2 separate regions of the Mus musculus genome follow, and region 1 is linked to region 2. The links are chromatin contacts, called in public HiChIP or PLAC-seq maps. All regions are on one chromosome and are shown on one strand. The core of a region is the stretch at or near the end of the contact, and the rest is flanking DNA. Distances in the headings are between cores, read along the strand shown.

Region 1 (5,570 bases), core at 460-2,959, 93 kb before region 2:
TCACAGTGTCTCCACCTGCAGATGGGGTCCTAACATGTGACCATGTCCTTAGGACACCAGTAGAAGCAGGCAGAGGTGGCACAGGAATCGAGGTGTGGTGTCGGCCATGTGCAGGGTGCTGTCACAAAGGCAATGAATGGTGTGGGGGCTGGGGGGGGATGTCAACTCCAAGAACCACAAGAAGCACATGCCCTTCTCCTTGGCACCCCTGTGAGGACATCAGCACAGCCTTTCCTGTCAGGTGACTCAACACCACCTTAAACCTGCTTCCTCCTCAACTGTCACCTGCTTCCTTCAGGTCCTTCAGCTCACACAAGTCTGGTGACCCTCAGGCACTGTCAGGAGAATGACAACCAAGAACAACCAGAAGTCCAGGTAAGACAGTGATGAGAGATAGTGGGTGAGGCAAAGTCAAGGAATGCCATGTGATATGTCAAAGAACTGGCCAGGGAATTAGGTAATGCAATCGGTGTGGATGTCTTTTGCTTGTGTGTGGGTGATGTGAGAGTGCACGTGTGTACCTGAGCACACGGACTCAGGCTGAGGTCGGTGTCTTCCTCCACTGCCCTCCACCGTATTTACTGAGGAGGTGTCTGTCTCTCCTGAATACAGAGATTGTAGGTCTGCTCATCTAGCCAGTCAGCGTCTTCAGGGACTTCCTACCTGCGTGTCCCTCCTAATGAAAGCAGGCAACTACACCTACGCAGATATTCATGCAAGCTCTGAAGGCCCAAAGTCTGCTCCTCTGGCTTGCATGGACAATGACAATCTTTTCAGTAATTGACAAATGGCCAGGAAGAGTAACACACACCTAGGATGCCTGTATTCCAGAGGAATATGGCAAAAATAGTTTAAGTCCAGATTAGCCTAGGTTATATAGAGAGACAGCCTGACTACTACCCCCCCCCACACACACACACACAAAAGGTGGGTGGGATTAGGCTGGAGAGCTAGCTCAGCAGTTAAGAGGAGCCGGGTTTGATTCACAGCACCCATACCACCTGTAACTCTAGTTCCAAGGACACCCAGCACACTCTATTGGTCTCCTCAGACACGGACATGCATGTGCTATACATACACATATGCAGGCAAAAACTCATATACACAAAATTTTAAAATCCTGTTTTGGAGGGAGTGGGGTTCAAGACAGGGATTCTCTGTGTAGCCCTGGCTGTCCTGGAACTCTCTTCATAGACGAGGTTGTCCTCAAACTCATAGATCCGCCTGCCTCTGCCTCCCGAGTGCTGTGATTAAAGGCAAGTGCCACCACTGCCCAGCTTAACAAATTTTTTTTTCCTTTAAAGAAACAAATGAGGTTGGCACACACCTTTATCATAGCACTCAAAAAACATAGACAGGTAGATCTCTGTGAGTTCCAGGCCAGCCAGAGGGAAGCAGTGAGACCCTGTCTATCCCCCACTCCCTGGCAATAAAGAGGAAAGAAACTGGAATGACGGATGAGTAGACATCAAGAGTATTCAGAGTGAATACCACCCAAAGCAACAAGGCAGAAAGAAAGCCTTGTGCCCAAATCCAGAAGCAGCAGCCCACTCTCTGGGCTTTGTCTACTTTTCCTCCTTTCCCTTCAAGATGGGCTAGAATTCAGGGCCTTTCACACACCAAACTAGTCCTTGCCCACTCGGACATCTTCCCAACCCTCAAAGGCACAGAGAACATTCTCCAAAAGAGACTGCGTGCTCAGCTGTGGCAGAGAGCGGCGGGCTCGAGGGGAGGGAAATGTGTTCCCTAGCCTCAGCAGAAAGCTAAGGAAGAACTAAGACAGAGGGAATTGAGGAAATGCCAATAAATGTGGCCAGCGTCAGCAGTGCTATGCCTGATGGCTACAGAAGAATTAAAAGCAAACAGACCAAAGCCTCAAGGCCTGGGGTTCCAAAGGTAAAATGCCCCCCTAGGATACAGGAAGCCCTGGGTCCTATCCCTCGCCCCACCTAAGCCAGGCAGGGCAGTGCACACCTGCAATCCCAGCACTGCACAGGGGAGTAGAGGTAGGGGAGGCAGGAGTTCAAGGTCATCTTTGCATAGACATTGAATTGGAGGTCAACTTGGTTCTGTTTTTTAAAAAGTGGGGGCGGGGGGGCTTGGGGCGCTGAGAGGAGAGGAAAGATCCAAAATTTCCCAAAGAAAAAAGACTCAGATTGCTAAGATTTGGAATAAATGTAGTAATATCACAACCAAATGGAAAAAAAAAAAGGAAGAGGGGCTGTCAAGACAGCTCAGTAGGTAAGCAAGCTTGCTGTGCAAGTCAGAAACCTGAGTGTGATCCAGAAGCAATATAAAGATGGAGAGCTAACTCTAAAGCTGCCCTCTGTCCTCCATGTACATACACTCCTACACATAGCACACTCACACACACATACGCACACACGCACTCACACACTAGCACACACACAAATCATGAATGAATGAACTAATATTTGTAAACATTTGTATATTTTTGAGACAAGGCCTCACTCTGTAGCCTACCTAGTCTGGAGCCACTATGTAGACCAGGTTCATCTTGAACTCACAGAGATCTACCTGTCTCTGACTCCATCACACCCAGCTAAGATCTGTTGTATTTTTATTTTATGTGCAAGAGAGTTTGCCTGCATGTATGAATGTGCACCATATGTATGCAGTGCCCTCAGAGACCACATGAGGGTGTCAGATCTCCAGGAACTAGAGTTACAGAGGACTGTGAGCTGCCAACTGGGTGGTGGGAAGAGAACCAGGTCCTCTTAAAGAACAAGTGCCATTAACCATCTCTTCAGTCTCATAAAATATTATCTGAAAAAGACTAAAAGGACAGCATGGGCGAAATTGAAAACCCTGGAGGAAAAAAATTACAAAGAAACCAAAAGGCTGAACATGGTGAAGTCTCTGGAGGCGTAAAGGGAATAAAGGGCCTGAATTAAGTGTTCAAAAGCTTCCCTGCAGAGGGCGGTGGTGGCGCTGTCTTTAATCTTAGCACTCCGGAGGCAGAGGCAGGCAGATTTCTGAGTTCAAGGCCAGTCTGGTCTACAAAGTGAGTTCCAGGACAGCCAAGGCTACAGAGAGAAACCCTGTCTCGAAAAAACAAACAAACAAAAAAAATTACTAAAAAAGCTTCCCTCCAAAAAGCCCAGAGGCAGCAACTTCATGGTAGATTGTAAGAGACCCTGAAGAGAAGGAGCATCAGCTCTTCAGAGACTCTCCCACAGAATGGACTGGAGGGCACACTTCTGAGCTCACCCTGCAAGGCCAGCATTCTTCACCCGACTCAGGAAGTCAGACGGAAGCATCAAACAGTTCCCTTCCTCCTGGAAGCTGTGAGCGTAAAAGGGAGTTTTGTGCCAGAGGAGACAGGGAGGCCCGGGGCATATCACAGGCTATGGCTGCTGCACTTGGTCACCCAGCAGAGCTAAAGGGTTAGCCCCACCTCTGAAGACACCACACTCTAATGGACAGCTGTTGCCTCTGAGAAAAGAAAGCCATCAGTGGTCCTTCTGGCTGTGGCCCACAGGCCACCAGAACAACCTGTCTGGAAAGAGATGTCCACTGGCACAGCAATGATATCAGGATTATTACTGGGGTAAACTAACCACAGGACATCCACTCTACAGGAAGAAACTCAATGCTGGTTCTGTAAAGCTGGCCAAAAGCTGGTGGTTAGAGAGCTCCAGGATTTGCGGGAGAATTGACTACAGGTTTTTTGTCTGTTTGTTTGTTTTGGGGGGAGGGGTTGGTTGTTTGTTTCTTTGGTTTCTGTTTGTTTGTTTGTTTGATTGTTTTTGGTTTGTTTTTGTTTTTTCAAGACAGGGTTTCTCTGTGTTGCCATGGCTGTGCTGAACTCACTTTGTAGACCAGGCTGGCCTCGAACTCAGAAATCCGCCTGCCTCTGCCTCCCAAGTGCTGGGATTAAAGATGTGCACCACCATAGCCCAGCATGTTTCTTTGTTTAAATAGGGTCTCTCTATGTAGTACTGGAACGGTAATTGTAATCAGGGTGGCCATGAACTCAGAGATCTCGTGTCTGTCTCCTGAGTGTGGGGATTAAAGGCATGCTCCGCCATGCCCAGCTGAACCTACCCCTGTTAACTGACAAACTGTTCTAAGTGCTAAAGTTTATAACTATTGATTCAGGCTGCTCTCAATCTCTCTCAGAAAAGCCTCTGCAGTGAGCAACACTTCATGTGGACATGATCAATATGGAAGAGTGACCGCAGGGTGCTCGGGACAGATCTGAACAGGACAGCTGTATCAATGCTTCCAATGTTTCAAGAAACATTTGGAATCAGGAACAGAAAGCTGTTAAGAGGGCCAGGCGTAGTGGTGCACGTCTTTAATCCCAGCACTCGGGAGGCAGAGGCAGGCAGATTTCTGAGTTCACGGCCAGCCTGGTCTACAGAGTGAGTTCCAGGACAGCCAGGGCTATACAGAGAAACCCTGTCTTGAAAAACCAAAAAAAAAAAAAAAAAAAAAAAAACCAAAAACCAAAAACCAAAACACAAAAAAGAAAGATACTAAGAAGCCAGGCATACGCCTCTAATCCCAGCACTCAAGAGGCAGGTAGATCTCTGTGAGGCCTATACAGGGAGTTCTAGAACAGCCAAATCTATATAGAGAGACTGTATATAAAAAAACAAAACAAAACAAAAAACAACAACAACAACGCCATGTGTTGTGGTGCATGCCTTTAATCTGATCTACAGAGCAAGTTCCAGGACAGGTAAGGGTACAAAAGAATCCCTGCCTTGAAAAACTTAAACAAACAAACAAATAAATAAATAGCAAATAAAATAATGACAAGGAGGAATGCTGAGAAACTGTCTTCTGGACAGGGCACACCTGCAGCTACATGCAGCCCTGCGCCCTGTGCAGGATCCAGCCTGCCAGCATTTCATTATGCTCAGAGGAAGGGGCCATGAGCCTCATCCCCTCACCCAGGGGCTACAGGCAGTGAAAGGGCTCTGAGAGGCAGTGTCATGAGCAGTAAGACACACACACACACACACACACACACACACACACGTACAGGTACACACATACAGGCACACATACACACCTTTTGCAAGCAACCATAACTAAATCAGTGGGAGGAGAGGAGGGGCAGAGGGGAGGGGAAAAAGATGCCTCAGCTAATGTCTTCTTCTTTTTTTTTTTTTTTCTGAAACAGGTCTTTCTTCATACTTTGGCTATCCTGTAACTCATTATGTAGATCAGGCTGGCCTTGAACTCATAAAGATCTGCCAGCCTCTACCTCTGGAGTGGTCGTATTAAAGTCATGTACCACACACCCAACTCTTCCCTACTTGTCTATTGCCATGACAGAACACCATGAGAAAAGCAATTTATAAGCCGGGCAGTGGTGGCGCATGCCTTTAGTCCCAGCACTCAGGAGGCAGAGGCAGGCAGATTTCTGAGTTCGAGGCCAGCCTGGTCTACAGAGTGAGTTCCAGGACAGCCAGGGCTACACAGAGAAACCCTGTCTCGAAAAACCAAAAAGAAAGGCAACTTGTAAAAGGAAGCATTTGAGCTGGACTCACAGTACCAGAGAGGTAAGGTAGTTAGGCTATGACCAGCATGGTGGG
Region 2 (5,182 bases), core at 976-3,475:
ATTGTATCACCATCATTTGCTATTTTGAATATGTAAGTGCCATTCAGGTGCTGGGCCCTGAACCCATTCCTCTTCATAGCTGAGCCTTCTTTCCTTCTCCACTTGCAGCTTTAAAAAGAAGCAAAAACAACATAAAAACAAATTGGAGGGGGGGGAGCTCACAAGTGTCTTAGGTCCGGAGCACCCTAAGTCCTCTCCTGGTCTCTGATACCAAGGAGGCACGGGCATTGTGCACAGATGCACATGCAGACAAAAATGTCCAAAAGCATAAAAAATGTAAACAATAACTGTATCCTGATCTTGCAGAGGAACCAATTGACTTCAGCCCTGAAAGGGGGGCTCACAACACCCTAAGTCCAGCTCCAGCAGCTCCAATGCCAGCCGTTCGTCTCCATGGAGCTGCATCCACGTGGGGCACACTCACCCAGAAATTACAGAATAGACTAAAGTAATACTAGCTATCCTCGACTGTGAGACCTCAGGCTCGGGTGCTGGCGCAGGGTCTGTGTCCAGGGCAGTTACTGAGGGGCAGGAGAGGCAGTGGCTGTTTCTGGATTCTAGGAATCAGTTCCTACTCTGAAGCTTCTGTTCACCAGGGTCCTACGGGACAACAGAAGCTGCAGAGCAAGCTTGGGAGGTAAGCTCCAGGCTGGCTCTCTCCCTCCTTCCCTTCCAGCAGCATCCCACACTCCTATTAAGCATACCAGGTCAGTCTCTGTACAAGAGGCACTTTATTAACTGGCCGGAATGCAATTACATAAGCACAGGGCTGGGCATACAAGAGGGTGGGTTGGGATGGCACACAAGGCAGGCACAGGAAACCTTGGGACCTCAGGCTGGGAGCGGTGTCTCCAAGATCCTGCTATCTTACGGATGGCCAAAGTAGGGGTGAGGGGCGGGCCTTAGCATACGGTAGGTAAAGTGAAGAACCAGTCTACTGGCTCCCAAGATCAAGAAGTTTGGCAAACAGATTCTCTAGTTTCAAGTGAAAGAAACCAGATAGGCCTAGTTAATTTGGAATATAGAACACACCCACACCTCAGTCCCTGAAACCATCCCTTGGGTGAACTTAAGTTTCTCATCTCTTACAAAGAGAGCAGTGTGCATTACTGGCAGAAAAAGGGCTGGGGAGACAGGCCCTATTTTCATTCATTTTCCAACCTCAAGTTTTCCATTTAGAAGTCATCAGTCAAAGCAACTCTGTAGGGTCTAAGTACAGAGGCCTGCTTTCCACAACTACTCCCAACCACCAGCAGCAACACCAATCGTTCCTCACACAGGGCCCTCCTCGCAGATGCTGTCTGTTTATCCAGAAGACTCCTCCAGTTCTGGGTGCACACTTCTTCCTGTGACCATAGCCAGCCCACGCTGGAGGTGGGGTTACATATGAAGGCACTCTTGGTGGCTCCATCCAGTTCTGGAGCCTGATGGAAGAGAAGCAGGTAGATCCCTTACTGTCTGCCTAGGCTACAAAGGACTAAGAGTGAGACGTGTATTTGCTGGCCCTTAGGTACATCAGCTATGGAGATCCAATTCTGTCCCCGCTGGGGAGCTTGGCGCTAGTGTTCGCTGAGCTGACTTGCCCACTCTCATCCAGTCTTTCCCTCTTGGCCAGAAGGGTTACTGAAATACAAAGAAGCTTGCTGCAGACATCCTAGGGCCATCTCCCATCCTCGACTTCAAGTTACTTCACCATATTGGCACCATCTGAGCCAGTAAGAGCTGGAGAGATCCATTCTGTCCCATCTTCCAGGGCTGCACTGAAAACTCCCAAGTGCCCTTTGGCATAGGAAAGAGATGCCCCAGTCCTCTAGGTTCCTGGAAATGGGAACTCGGGGAGGGTGCAGAGAGGCAGTGATGTGTTAGGCAAGTCTGATGAGCTGGGGACTCTGACCCAGCTGCACAGCAAGCACCTATCCCGGCGTCCTGAGAGGGCTGGGAGGCAGGTGTCTTTAGGATTCTGCTACTTTCTTGTTGGTTTTATTCAAGAGTTTCTTGAGAGTGGAAGACATGAAGTAAGGCCTCTCGGCTGAACCGTCATTTCTCTCCAGATCCTCCACTGTGGACAGAGCCCCAAAGCAGGTAACATGAGAGGGAGTCAACAGGCAGGTGTGGGGGCTAGGGGTGGGGAGCAGGGAAGGGAAGGGAGGGCTATAGAAAAGCCTCAGGGTTAGAAAGCAACAAACAGGAGAACAGGGCGTGGCAGCAAAGGCCTGTTATCCAAGGTATTTAAGAAGCTGAAACAAGCCAGGCTCAAGGGCTGCTTTCACTACCTTAAGTCCCAGGCCAGCCTGGGCAACTGAGAGAGAGAGACAGACAATGTCTCAAAATACAAAATCAACAAGGCTAGGGGCATAGTTTCGTGGTAGAGCACTCGCCCAGAATCCCCCAGGGAGGGCCTGGGGGAGGGGCTCAGTGGCTGAGCCCCTGCCTAAATGCTCCAGTGAGGGGATGGGCTTAGGACTCAGGGAGAGGATGACTGCCTGGTTTTGGAACAAGGGGTAAGGAATGACTGCAGGAGCCCCACATGTTCCCAGTCAAAGAAGCGCCGCTGTCACATGCACAAACCCGGTCTCCAGAGGCCCCCTGGCCAGCTTGCCCGGCTCCCTCACTGTCTACTCCTCCTCCACTTCCTCCTGCTTGCCCTCCTGCGGATTCCCCTTCAATAGGATGCCTCTCAGCTCAGGCGACATGAAGTAGGGTCGCTCCTGAGAGCCGTCATTCCTCTCAAGGTCCTCACCTGGGCCCCCCGGGAACCAGCAGGGGGTGGAAAGTGGGGTGGTCAGGAAAGGAGGGGGTTGGAAAAGGGAGGCAGAAGAAAAAATGGAAAAGAAGCCAGCAGGCATGGGGGAGAAGGGGAGGAGGGAGAAAAAAGACACGTGGAGACCAGAGTTAGTGGCAGCCATGGACCCTGTGCTAGTCCCCAACAAAGCCAGAAATTTTAAAGCCACAGACCCAGGGGACAGAGTGTTCCAGCTACATCTCGGTGGCAGGGGTGTGGGGAACAGTTAGCTTGAAGCGCAGTGAGGAAGCCAGAAAGGCATGCATGGGCCTGGAAGGGACACCTCCAGCCCCGGGGAACTCTGGGGTGAGGGTGGCTTTGTGCTTTCATTGGAGGGAGGCATTTCCTGTCCTCTGGGGAAAAGGAAGTCAGGGTCCCTGGTGGGCTGAGATAAAGGGGCCACTCACAGAAACAGAGGAACAGCGTGTCCACGCACATGCCATAGACGCTGAAGAAGCCGTGCGCGATCAAGTAGGAGCCAATGATCACTGTCTGTTCAGGAGAAAACATCTTGTTCCAGCCTGGCTCAGGTGAAGAGCAACCCCGTCCCATCACTGTCCTCCCTAGGCTAAGAAACCTCTCCCTCTCATGAGCCAAGAGGCTGTCTGCCATTATAGAACTCATGGCAATCCTCCTGCCTCATCTTTAGAACATCTTTTTACCTTTTACAAAAGATTTGTGTGAGTGTGTTGCTAGCGTGTTTATATGGGTAGCATGTGTGTGCCTGATAACCATGAACATCAGAAGTTGCCAGACCCCCTGGGGCTGGGGTTGAGAAGGGCTGTGGGGCACTATATGGGTGCTGGGAACTGAACCCAGGTCCTCTGCAAGAATAACAGTGCTCTTAACTGCTGAGCCATTTCTCCAGCCCTAAAAGCATGGTTTACGCCTTTAATCCCAACACCTGGAAACAGAATGCTCAAGACCAGCCTGGTCTACATAGAGTTCCAAACCAGCCAGGGCTACATAGTGAGATAGTGAGATCCAATCTCAAAAAAAAAAAAAAAAAAAAAAAAAAAAAAAAAAAAAATCACTTATTTTACTTATCATGTCAATATGGCCATGAGTAAATCTTTTCCTATTTTCCGTCATGTTTACTTTTGATTATATGTACGTGCACAGGTATCCAGATCACCTGGAACTGGAATTAGAGTCTAGTGCAGTTGCTGGGAACTGACATGAGTCTGTAGTAAGACCATCACCCTCTTACTGTACTGCATGGTCCCTTCTCTAGCCTTAGCCTTCAGTGGGCTGTTATGGGTCAGTGCACAGCTCAGTCCACTTGGCTGTTGGTGTGTGTGAAGGCCAGGTCAGTATCGGATATCATCTCTCGCCACCTTAGTTTAAATGTTTGTTTTAATATCTACATTACATTTCATGGTAACATACACACCCCACAGTACGCTATGGAGTCAGAAGAGAACTGCGGCAGGTGACTCTCTCCACCCACCATGTGGGTCCAGAGGACGGCACTCATGTCTCCAGGCTTGGCGAGTTTCTGAGCCTCCTTGCTGGACCCTCGCCTTAGTTTTAGGAGATAAACTGCTATTCAGTGATTGGCTAGAAAGTTTGGCAGTGTGCTCTGGGGATCTGCCCAGTACTGGAGTTCTCCATGTGCACCACTGTGCTGTGTATGGGGATTTGCCCAGTACTGGAGGTATTGCACCACCGTGCTGTGTATGTACTGTGGCAGGAATTTATGATCCTCACCTTAGCATGAGTCACCACACCCAGTCTGATTAGATTTTTTTTTTTTTCGAGACAGGGTTTCTCTGTATAGCCCTGGCTGTCCTGGAGCTCACTTTGTAGACCAGGCTGGCCTCGAACTCAGAAATCCACCTGCCTCTGCCTCCCCGATTAGATTTTTTTTTTCTTTTGAGATAGTCTCACACATTTTTCCGTCTGGCCTCAAACAAGTAGCCAAGATGAAACTGACCACCTTATCCTCCTGCCTCTACCTTAAGCCTAAGCCACCAGGTCTGGCCTTCCACATTTCACCTTAGGAGAACCCAATCAGCTCCACAGTGCTCCTTGCTTTTTCCAACCCCAGGGCCTTGGCACATGCTGTTGAGTTTCTAGCTCACCTAGCTTTTGCTTTCACCTCTAACAGCAAGTCCTCAGGTCATGCCCCGGGCAGTAATGTCTGATTCTAGACCACTCATGCTACAGATGCTCCTAGCACTATAGACGTTCCCTTGAGGTTTTATCCAGCTGCAGTTTTTTGTTTTTTTTTAAAGAATTATTTATTTTATATATGAGTACACTGTAGCTGTCTTTAGACACACCAGAAGAGGGCGTCAGATCTCATTACAGCTGGTTGTGAGCCACCATGTGGTTGCTGGGAATTGAACTCAGGACCTCTGGAAGAGCAATCAGTACTCTAAACTGCTGAGCCATCTC

What was found. HiChIP or PLAC-seq counts read pairs in DNA pulled down with a chosen protein or histone mark.
Region 1: an H3K27ac HiChIP or PLAC-seq map of embryonic stem cells shows a contact between it and region 2, with 10 read pairs. The contact joins two enhancer-like sites. A contact is called at or near these places in 2 of 39 promoter capture datasets (embryonic stem cells and macrophages), 2 of 484 Hi-C or Micro-C datasets (CD8 central memory T cells and double positive thymocytes), 11 of 115 datasets of contacts at active chromatin or transcription factors (the 230-238 cell line, the HPC-7 cell line, the SCID.adh cell line and 6 more) and 3 of 9 other capture datasets (adipose tissue, liver and pancreatic islet).

The regions. Positions count from the first base shown.
Region 1 is chr9:21,442,635-21,448,204 of GRCm38.p6, reverse strand. The region is part of intron 1 of Dnm2 (dynamin 2); the gene reads right to left. Among named protein-coding and RNA genes, the nearest start is that of Gm46104, 20 kb to the left of the region's middle. Within about 2 kb of position 1,709, at least 23 of the 459 cell types and tissues checked have an H3K27ac peak or open chromatin away from gene starts, as enhancers often do. A contact at or near this core is called in adipose tissue and embryonic stem cells, where this site is marked.
Region 2 is chr9:21,350,559-21,355,740 of GRCm38.p6, reverse strand. It overlaps Slc44a2 (solute carrier family 44, member 2), which reads right to left. Exons shown (of 23, transcript NM_001359227.1): 21 at 3,190-3,274; 22 at 2,569-2,740; 23 at 713-2,059. The coding sequence ends at 2,616. Among named protein-coding and RNA genes, the nearest start is that of Ilf3, 15 kb to the left of the region's middle. Within about 2 kb of position 2,225, at least 76 of the 459 cell types and tissues checked have an H3K27ac peak or open chromatin away from gene starts, as enhancers often do. A contact at or near this core is called in adipose tissue and embryonic stem cells, where this site is marked.